Regions from separate parts of the Canis lupus genome. Here region 1 is linked to region 2. A link is a contact called in public Hi-C data. All regions are on one chromosome and are shown on one strand. The core of a region is the stretch at or near the end of the contact, and the rest is flanking DNA. Distances in the headings are between cores, read along the strand shown.

Evidence for each region. Hi-C and Micro-C count contacts between places; a contact is called where the count stands out from the background.
Region 1: a Hi-C map of blood shows a contact between it and region 2, with 3 times the contacts expected there. The contact joins the promoter of PRIM2 here to the promoter of ZNF451 in region 2. A contact is called at or near these places in 2 of 9 Hi-C or Micro-C datasets (amygdala and blood).

Annotation. Positions count from the first base shown.
Region 1 is chr12:24,770,379-24,775,536 of UU_Cfam_GSD_1.0, reverse strand. It overlaps PRIM2 (DNA primase large subunit), which reads right to left and starts at 3,424. Exons shown (of 14, transcript XM_038554418.1): 1 at 3,314-3,424; 2 at 2,419-2,581; 3 at 479-582. The coding sequence starts at 2,572.
Region 2 is chr12:24,528,446-24,533,434 of UU_Cfam_GSD_1.0, reverse strand. It overlaps ZNF451 (E3 SUMO-protein ligase ZNF451), which reads right to left and starts at 3,075. Exons shown (of 14, transcript XM_038554413.1): 1 at 2,937-3,075; 2 at 2,284-2,367. The coding sequence starts at 2,957.

The sequences.
Region 1 (5,158 bases), core at 2,175-4,674, 240 kb before region 2:
GTCATCTTCCTAAAATAAAAATCTGATCACATCTATCAGATTCAGTTCCAGCACTAGCTAGAACTGGGATGTCTTCCCAAACCTCCCCAATGTGAGCTGGGTAATCCTCTGTACTCTTGAAGTTCCTAGAGCACATATCTATCGGCATCCCTCATGTTGTGGTGCACAGGGTACATCTGGCAATGTCTACAGATACCTACTGGACAGAAGCCAGAGACACTACTGAGCATCTACCTGCACCAAGGAATTATCAGGCCCAAATGTCAATAATCCCAAGGTCGAGAAACCCTGCTGTATTATGATCATCTGACTATATGTCAATCACCCCTAGTGGGCTGCAGATATATCTTCAGGCAGAGTCTATGCTATATTAGTCTTTTTTAAAGCCCTGGGCCTAATCCAAGATCTTTTCCACAACCAAGACCCACTACAGAAATATATACAAACTGAAGAACATTTCTTTCCCGCTTTTACTTACTCTGAAGGAAAACTTGAGCCTTCTGATCTCATTCTCCAACTTACTTTGGTATGGCTCAATTCCTTTCACATAGCTTACACCAAGATTTTCAACTGCTTTTAGCACTAGAAAATATTATAAAAACAGAAGAGAAAATGTATGAATGCAAGGTAATTTTTAAAAACTAGGTCCCAAGACAAATGAATGGCAATTCCATAATTACTTGTTTTTAAAAGATGACAAGTTGTAACACCTTTATTTTTTGTAAGTACATTATACAAATTACATAAATTTATAAGAAGATAATCTCCATCCATGTGCAGAAAATATCCATGTCCCATAACATAATCTAATACCAGGGATTCTCAAGCAGAGGGAGAGGGATGGGGGATAATTACTCTGGTACTGAGCCACCACTGTCAAGGAATTCATGTGTGCTGGCATGAAAAAAAAATTAAGCACCCTTGTTTGCATCCCTAACGTTGTTTGTCAGTTTGCTTCACTGACTCAGCATAGACTCCTCAGAAAAAATAGCCCTTCCTTTACTGATGAAGTAGAGAAGAAGAAGTAAAGAAGTAGTAGTAAAGAAGCAAAGCCCCCCCGTGTACTAAATGAACTGCCTTGAACAGAGGCACGTATCTTTCAAAGGTTTCCAAAGTACCTTTTCAATCCTTCCTCAGAAGAATTCTACTTCCATCAATATGAAAAGCATTTTGATAATTCAACAATGAAAAACATCTAAAATGAATCCTGAACATAAACCCATGCCCCACAGGTACATCATGATGGTATCCCAAACTAAACTAATTCTCTTCCCTTCAGTCCTACTCCTCTTCCTGCCATACCATCTCCATTAGCACAGGTTCTAAGCACCAGGTCATCCCAACTGAAATTTCAGCCACTCCCACCTGCCCCTCCACTCCTCACATCCAAATAATCACCAACTCCTCTCAGGAACACCTCCTCAGTATCCTGTAAATCACTCCCTTCCTATTCCTGACACCATTACTGCCTTAATTCAGGCCCTCATCATCTCACCCCATAAATGCCAAACTCAAAGGGCACTTTTCAATCATCATCTTAATCTATGAAGCATCTGACACTGCTAAGCTTCCTGAAACCCCTTTCTCTCCTGTCTTCACTCTTTCACTCCACAGGCACTGAGTGCTCTCTTTCTGCATTAGCAGGTGCCACTCTACTCCTCTAAAAGTGACTAATATTAGCTCACTTTACCTTCTGATTTTCCCACCAGGATATCCTGGAACAGAAACTCAGAAGACACTGCTATTACTTCTGCTTCAATTCATGCCCAGCTTCTTTCTTTCTTACACTAGCACACAGAGGATAAGCAGGCCAGCAGTACAAGTGCCACATCCTCCTTACACACCAATATTACACCATTAGCTTGGCACAAAATGCCCTTGGTTATCCATTCTTCTCCACCTATCCTGAACTTGTCACTGTTCCCTCAAATATAACATTCTCTCATGCCTCCAAGCCTTTGTATAGTCCATTATCTCATCTTGAAAAAAAATCTTTTACTTTTCTTTTGAGAAATTTCTACTCTTCCTTCCAAGTCCAGACTACATTTTAACTTCTTTTTTTTCATTTCAACTTCTCTAAGCAGTCTTAATCACTCTCACCTGTTTCAAGAACACTACTATTTACCTCTAGTAAGACATTTAAAATACTAAATTATGATTATTACGTTGGATGTCTGTATCTATGTACTAGAATACAGCTTCAACAAATATGAGAATTACATTATTCATCTGAAAATCCCCACCCAACCTAGGGTATAGTGCCACTCAATAAACATACACTGTGCAGTAAATAAAAAGCAAGCCCTCAATAAATATTTCTTGAATTAACTGAAGGAAATAAATTACCCTCATTCATTCCACAAAAAGTGTAAGTGAAGTTCTCAAGAATATATAAACGCTAATTCAAATATCACTCACATTTAACTCTATCGATAGCCAAGCTTTCAAACTCTATCAAAGATATGTTTTCAGAAGGTGGCTCCAAGTAAAACTGAAGGCTGTGAGGGTAGGAAGCCTTCCGTTGGTCACCTCCCAACCTCAGTTTTTTGCGCATTCCCCCTGAAAACTGCATCTCATTCCCCTGGAAGGAAACATAAAATGGTTAAAATGATGGCAAGTGGGGTTGACCACAAAAAAAGTGCAAAAAGAAACTTCACATATACAGAAAAAAAAAAAAAAAAACCTAAAGGTCATGCATAAAATGTTAACAGTGACTATCCCTGGGTAATCTGTCTTTCTGCCTTTTCCAGGTTTTCTACACCGGACCTGACACAGTTCCGTCATGAGAGTGGGGGGAGGTGTATGCAGGTGGAAGCCATAACTCGCGGCGACAGCAAAGTCAGGCTATGTTACCTGTTCACTCTAAGTCTATGTGCCACCGCCCTTAGATCTCTGCGGTCGCGAGAGTTAAGGTGGGATTTAACACGGGTTGCGATCCTGAATGTGGAAGAAAGCGCGGCAGGTTCTGGCTTTGCAGAGACTGAATGCACCGGGCCCAGTTACTTCCTACCTCAGAACCCTGGGAAACAGAACACGTCTAATCCAGTCTTTCCGGGCTTGTAGGAAAGCATCCAAAGCCCCTTATAAAAATTACCCGCCTCCATCCTAACCGAGCCCTTCTCAGGCGAAGCTTCTGTCCCCTCAACTCGCTGGCACCTGTGTCTGCCCCCAACCTACCGACACCCAGTACCTTCACCCCGCCATGTCATCCTTCGGCTCTCACCGCCCGCAAAGTGCTCTCCCTTCTTTCCCCACTTGGAAGCCTCAACACCAAGATTACTGTCCGTCCTAGAGCCGCAGGAGATCCTCTTACCTGCAATCACACCAAATACGAAAACACACAAACCCCAACAGCCGCTTTCCTCAGATGGCGGGAGAGTTCGTATGGGACCGGAAACGGAAGTGACGAGGACAACAGCGTCCCTTCGCACGTCCCGCCCACCCAGCGCGCGCCCTGCGCATGCTCCGTGCGGGGGCTCCCGGGTTCCCGGGGGCTTTGAGCCCGCTTTGCCGGCTTAGAATTTCTTAAACTCGATGGTTTGTGTTTCCAGATTGCAAGCTGTACCTCCTGTACCTGCAACCGGGAGCTTTTGACGAGTGACACTGGGAAGACTAGCGGTGGAAGTTCCCACGCTCCCAAGAGCCTGGCGCCTTAACCCACCGGGTAGACTGATCGCTCTGGAGCTGGAGGAGGATGCCGCAATAGGCGATGGCTGCGCTCCCTTCTCACCCGTTGGGGGCTCTTGGGGGCTCTGTTTTCCCTTGTTTAATCTTTTCTGCGACCCTATAAGGTAGGTTGTATTACTTCCATTTTAGAGATGAGAAAATGGAAGCTAAAAGATGAACGTTAGTTTGTCCATCTATGCACAGCACGTTCTCTTTTTTTGGTTTTTTTTTTTCCCTACGGGACGGCAAGCACCGTAAAGACAGATTCGACCTTCTTGGGTTCCCCACCCCCACCCCCACCCCCACCCCACGCCTCGCGCTTAGTAAGCCCCCGCAAAATGGCTGGAGCTAGGATGAATGCACACACGCAGATCGCGCTCCGGGACCTGCAGAAATTTGAAGAGATTAGGCTCAGAGGGAAGAAGTAGGGGTCCATCGGAAGCAAGCGGTGGGTCAGAGCCACACCAGCTCTCCAAAGGAGATCTGTAGGGTTTTCAGGAGCTCGAAATAAGCTTCACTTGTGGCCTCTAGGAGGCGTGCCTCACTAAAGTGGCTGAAGAAAGATCTGGTGATCATTGCAGGTGAAGAGCGCTTTGAAAGGAAACGTCAGGTTTTTAGAAATGCAAAATATATCGAAACAATACCAAACTTCAAAGCACCTACCCATCGTGGATCAAGCTGCGGCTAGCCCTGACTTTGTATCAGGACGTGTTCTAAGTGATTTCTACATCAATTCATCAATTCTCATAACTGTATGAGATAGGTTATGTTATTAACCCATTTTACAGATAAGGAAACCACAGAAAAGGGCAAGAAGTTAAGTTACTTCAAAGATCGTATAAATGACAGGGCCAGGTTCAAAGTGAGGGAGACTCCAAGCACCACAGTGCTAACTAGCATACAGTACCAATTCCACGTTTTGGTTTTTTTTTTTAAGTTTTATTTATTTATTTATTTATTTATGATAGTCACACAGAGAGAGAGAGAGGCAGAGACACAGGCAGAGGGAGAAGCAGGCTCCATGCACCGGGAGCCCGACGTGGGATTCGATCCCGGGTCTCCAGGATCGCACCCTGGGCCAAAGGCAGGCGCTAAACCGCTGCGCCACCCAGGGATCCCTAATTCCACGTTTTGACAGCAGTGCCTCACTTTAATTCTTTCCTCTCTGTATCAGACAACATAATTAACATAACCTGATACAAAGAAGACACCTGAAAACATGAGAACTGCCTGAAAAACCTAGAGCACAGACGATAGGAACATTTACGTGAATATTTATCTGATCTCTGGATAGGAAATTAATGTAAATAAAGTACAAAGAAATCTAAAGATTTGACTATAAAAATGTAAAATCGGGCATCTTAAAAATTCACAAAATTTTTTGCAGTCATCAAACTAGGGGAAAATGTACGATGACTAATACCATCAAAATGTAAAGAGCTTAAGTAAATTAGAAAAAAATGCTGACAAAAACTGAAAAGTGGGAAAAGAA
Region 2 (4,989 bases), core at 1,826-4,325:
TTTTTTTTTAAGATTTTATTTATTCATAGAGAAAGGGAGAGAGGGGCAGAGACACAGGCAGGAGAAGCAGGCTCCATACAGGAAGCCCAAAGCGGGACTCAATCACGGGTCTCCAGGATCACACCCTAGGCTGCAGGCCACGCTAAACCGCTGCACCACCACCAGGGCTGCCCATCAACAAAATTTAAACGAAAGAACTAATTTTTGCACCTCCACATCCTTATCATTCCTTTCCTTCAGCATTGTTTGGTTCTAGACTCTTTAATTTGCAAACCACAGAAAGACTGCTATGCCACCATGTGGATTAAAGTTGAGAAAATTAGATTAATGAGAGTGAACTAAGAAATTCAGAGTAAATCAAGAAGTGACACCATAATGCCGTTTTTGTATCTGAAGAAATCTTAAGCAGAGAACAATTTGTTATTTTTACTGGATAAGCATTACCTGAAGGAATCAAATATACGATTAGTTTACAAAGAGAAGTAGAAGGCTCTGTCTCGGAATTTATTTTAAAATAGAATAAAGGTATCATTTATTATCATTTAAGTGTTATCACTAAAAATACAGAAGAAATGTTTTTAATAGGTTTCTTTTCGTATTGTAATTGCACTTATTACATATAATTCTCCATTTGGCACTATCAGAACTTTGAACCTTTATTCATCAACCCCTAGGGATAAGTATAAGATATTGAATCAAAGTGAATGAATATACAATAGATTGATTGCATATTTTTATTCTTCATGCAAAGATATATTCTCTACATTTAAAATTTAAATTAAGATTTAAAAATTATTGAATATTTTCAACTTCAACTTAATACCTTAAGCTTGTTAATCGTAAGTTATACAATTTTTCATTCCACAAGTACCAAAAAAAATGTTTTAAAATCTTTTTAATAATTCCATTTGTGATTCTCAAAGCAAGGCCCATAGTCTATAAAGTATGTCACCCCTTTATTTGAACAAAATATCAAGATAAATATTCTCCAAATATATCAATATTCAGAAACAACCTGAAATATTTGTCCTAAGGAGCATGGAAATCCATTACCAACATACTTTAGTTCACATGAAGGGGCAGGACACAATTCAATTCATTCCCATCCCCAAAACCCTTGTTAAGTTTAAAATGAGGACAGAGAACACCTGAAGCTAATTTAACAGTGTACATTAACTATATTGGAATTAAATAAAAGGACAAAGCATAATATGCACTGGCAATGGTGAGGACAAAAAAAAAAAAAATCTGTTAAAGACTCCTAAATAAACCCATTAAACACAACGTAACAATGGATCACCACAGTAGCCCTAATACTGGGGTATGTAGAGGATATCATCTAATAACCAGCTTTACAAAATGCCCCAAATCAATAAAAACAAATACACATCTGACAATCTATTAAAGAAAAATTATACACGTTTAACAGCAAACTTCAACTAATCACTGCTTTGGAGAAGTTTTTAGCTAACTAAGATACCACTTTAAATAGAGTCTTCGCAAAATTTTACAGTTTGGGGTGAAGACCATCCCAAAATACATCAGGGCCCCATTTCCCCCAAATCAAGGCTTTACAAAAGCATGGTTCAGAGAGTCATGTGTCCTTTTATTTGTTTCAAAGTGAAGATTCCTGGGTCCTGCCTTCAAATTCTGATTCCACAGGTGTGGAGTGAACCCCAGGAACCTGCACATTTACACTTACAATGCTTATAGACCACTGTTCCAAAAGGAAGAAACTATGAAAACCGTGTGTTCCTGGTAATGCAGGGATCTTCATTATGAATATCTACTCTTGCACTATGATGTAACATGATGATGTCAGAGGTGGGTGAAGTCTTCAAGCTATTTGCCTTCATGTCATGAAACTAGAGAACGCTCAGATTTTGAGTTCCTGCAACCCTTCTTGTTTTCTACCTCCTTCCTCATCTGTTAGCGGCCCCTTCCCTCGAACCTGCAGGTCATCTCTTAGAGGACACTCTTGAGAGACCGGAACTTTGCGTAGGTTAAGCATAAAATGGCGCTAAGAAGGCACAGGAAGCATGATTAAATGTGAGGCATGTTTTTTCGAACAGTCTTTGCGGTGTCCAGTGCAGGTGCTCAGAGACCTCCTCTGGTCAATTTCCTAACCCTACGCCAAGCCCCCAAGTGTCTGGTGCACCTACCAGACCTTCATACACGGCGGCTCAATGGAGAACGCGCAGGTGAGGTATCCTCACATAACGGGCTTACCTAAACGCATGGTCTCGGGATTCCGAGGAAAACCCGAATATCGTTGCTACTTACGCTAACAAACTGAATGTCATCTTCGTTTTCATCCGTCGTTGCCTCAGACGCCTCGGGCCCAGCTGGAGGGACAGATTCTATCATCTATAAAAACAAGCCAGGACACGCTTAGCTATGCAGCCACAGCCTCGGAGGAAGAGACTGTCCCCGAAGGAACGAAAACGGGGAGCGCTCTAGCAGCAAGCTCTCGAGGAAAGCGAGTGGAGCCGAGCGCACGCAGAGCCGATGGAGGCGGGGGATGCCTCTGCAGACGTGGAGCCACAGGCAGCGGACGCCGCCGGGAACCTCTCACCGGCCCCCGCGCATCCCCCCGTCTCCTCGAGGAGGAGGGATGCACGCTCCCCGCCCAGGGGCGAGCCTGTCTCAAAATGTCGCTCTCGCGGCCGGGGCAGCTGCCACGGGGAGCTCCGGGGCCGGCGCAGGGAGCCGGGGGCCGCCGGGCGGCCATTGTTGCCGCCGGGTCCTCCTTCACACCCGCACCGGGCCCGCCCGCTGGGCTCGGCCCGAGCCGCCGAGCCTCTCGCCCCGCCGCGGGGCTGCCGCCGCGCACCAGGCCTCACGCTCCGCCAAACACAAAGCCCTTCCCTTCCCTTCCCGGCTCGGCTCGGCTCGGCTCGCCATGCCATGCCGCGGCCCGACGCCCGACCACTCACCTCCGACCCCGGGTCTCCCATTTCTCCGACGGCCTAACTGACAGCACCGCCGCTCCTGCGGGCCCCGCCGCCGCCGCCGTCGCTGCTGCGCCCGCCGCCGCCGCCGCCGCCGCCACGACTTGCCTTCCCGCCCAGCACCGCTTCGCGCCGCCGTGACCCGCCCCTGCGTGAGCGCCGACGCCGCCGACGCCGCCGAGGCCGCGGGCGGAAAGAGGTGCGAAACCGCGTCAAAAGGCGGAGCGACCTGCTGTGGCCCGCTCCACCCCCGAGCCTCTGTCGCGCAGTCTGGGCCCGCCTCCCTCGCGCCGCGCGGGAAGCTGGGAGTTGTAGTTCTCGTCGCTCCTGAGACTGTCTCGGCTTCGGTGGAAAAGAGCGGAAAAGGACTCCGAAGTATGGCGCATGCGTCTTGCCACGCTGACGTCAGCTGCAGCTTTGCAGAGCTGTGGGCGGGTTAGGTTCTGTTTTATAGGGAAGGGCAGGAACGAGGGTGTGGGTGGAGGAGGTTTTGGAATTCGATGATGTGTGGGTGTCGAAGCAAAGCTCACGGTTATCAGTTTTAGTCGCAAAGGTGGATGATGGGGACTAAATTCTGATCATCCTTTTCAAACTTTTTTGCAGTGGGCCCAGAATGTGGAGGCTTAGTTGAATTTTGGGATAAAGAAATCCAAAGTGTCCTTGCATTACTCACCTAGCTTCGTTCTCTGAGCCACAGCTCCGGTTTCCAGGTTGGCCTGAAGAACACTGACGAAGCAAGGGAGTCCGGGGCCAGAGCGGACGGGGCCCGAGGCCTACCTAACTGTCCCCAAGCTCTAGACCACGGTAATAACGTGCTGTTTAAGGATAGTCTCGGATATTACCTTACAAAAACAGCTTACCTTTTTTCAGTGTTCATACTCAAAAAGTGGTCTATGAAATAGTTCATTCATGTTCACTTGTGTGGTTCTTCCCACTTTGGTGTCTTACAAAAAAAAAAAAAAAAACGGCTTTTTTTTCCACATCGACAATTTTTAAAAGTACCTTTTCAGGCAGAAAATCCTTTTAAATCTTAGATGCCTGTTTTTGCCTGTCTATATGCAAAATCTACCATCTGAGTATTTGTGTCTATGGTAATTATTCTTAATATTTGGTATTTCCTGCATTTCCAGCAAGTGTTTTATGACTTCATTTGCTTTTCTATCGAAGTTTGATAATTCTAGAAGCAAACAGAATGAGAGACCAGTGACAGGTATGAGTTCATGGATAAAACTCTTGAAAAACAAGCTTTATGTGGCAAGAGCCCCCAAATGCTCATACTCTACAATTCAGTTGTCATTACATTTATCCTGAGGAAATACTTTAATCCGTAGGAAATTCTTTATGCAAAATATTATTTACAACAGATGTTTGTAATAGAAAAATTGGAAAGCATTTAAATGGCTAGTGATCAGGAAATGAAATGGTTAAGCTTTGGCATGTATCCTACCAATATAATACTATGGAGTGTTTTTATCTCCAATGAAAATGTTTAGCTAAAATTTCTAAAATACTATTTTTCAAAAATGCAAGACATATAATATGATCAGAACCATGTCAAACCACCAAGCCAACCATGTCTGAAATAGAAAAACTACTTATACATTAATAGTAATTTTCTCTGGGTAGATGTTTATAAGAAAATCCTTTGAAACTCACAATATTAGACACGTGCCTATCGTTAACACAAAGCTAGGTTTATTTAGCTTGGTGTAGCAAAAAAACATAGAAAAAGCTTAGGAGTCTCTCAAACTGAGGAAATTAAGAAGATACTGGGGAGGGTGATATTAAGGCCACTGTGTGAAGTTGGAAACTGGTTAGATTTGGAAGAAGCAGAGTTGTTCGCCTGTTGGTTCAGGGTTCAAAACAATGGGGAAATTCTTTTTTGAATGACTGAGGAAATTTTTTGTTGTTGTTGTTTTACTTGGGCCATGAATCCATTATTTTGCTTTATGAGGTAAGATTTTAAATTTTTTTAAATTTATTTATTCATGAGAGACACACAGAGGCAGTCACAGGCAGTGGGAGAAGCACGCTCCCC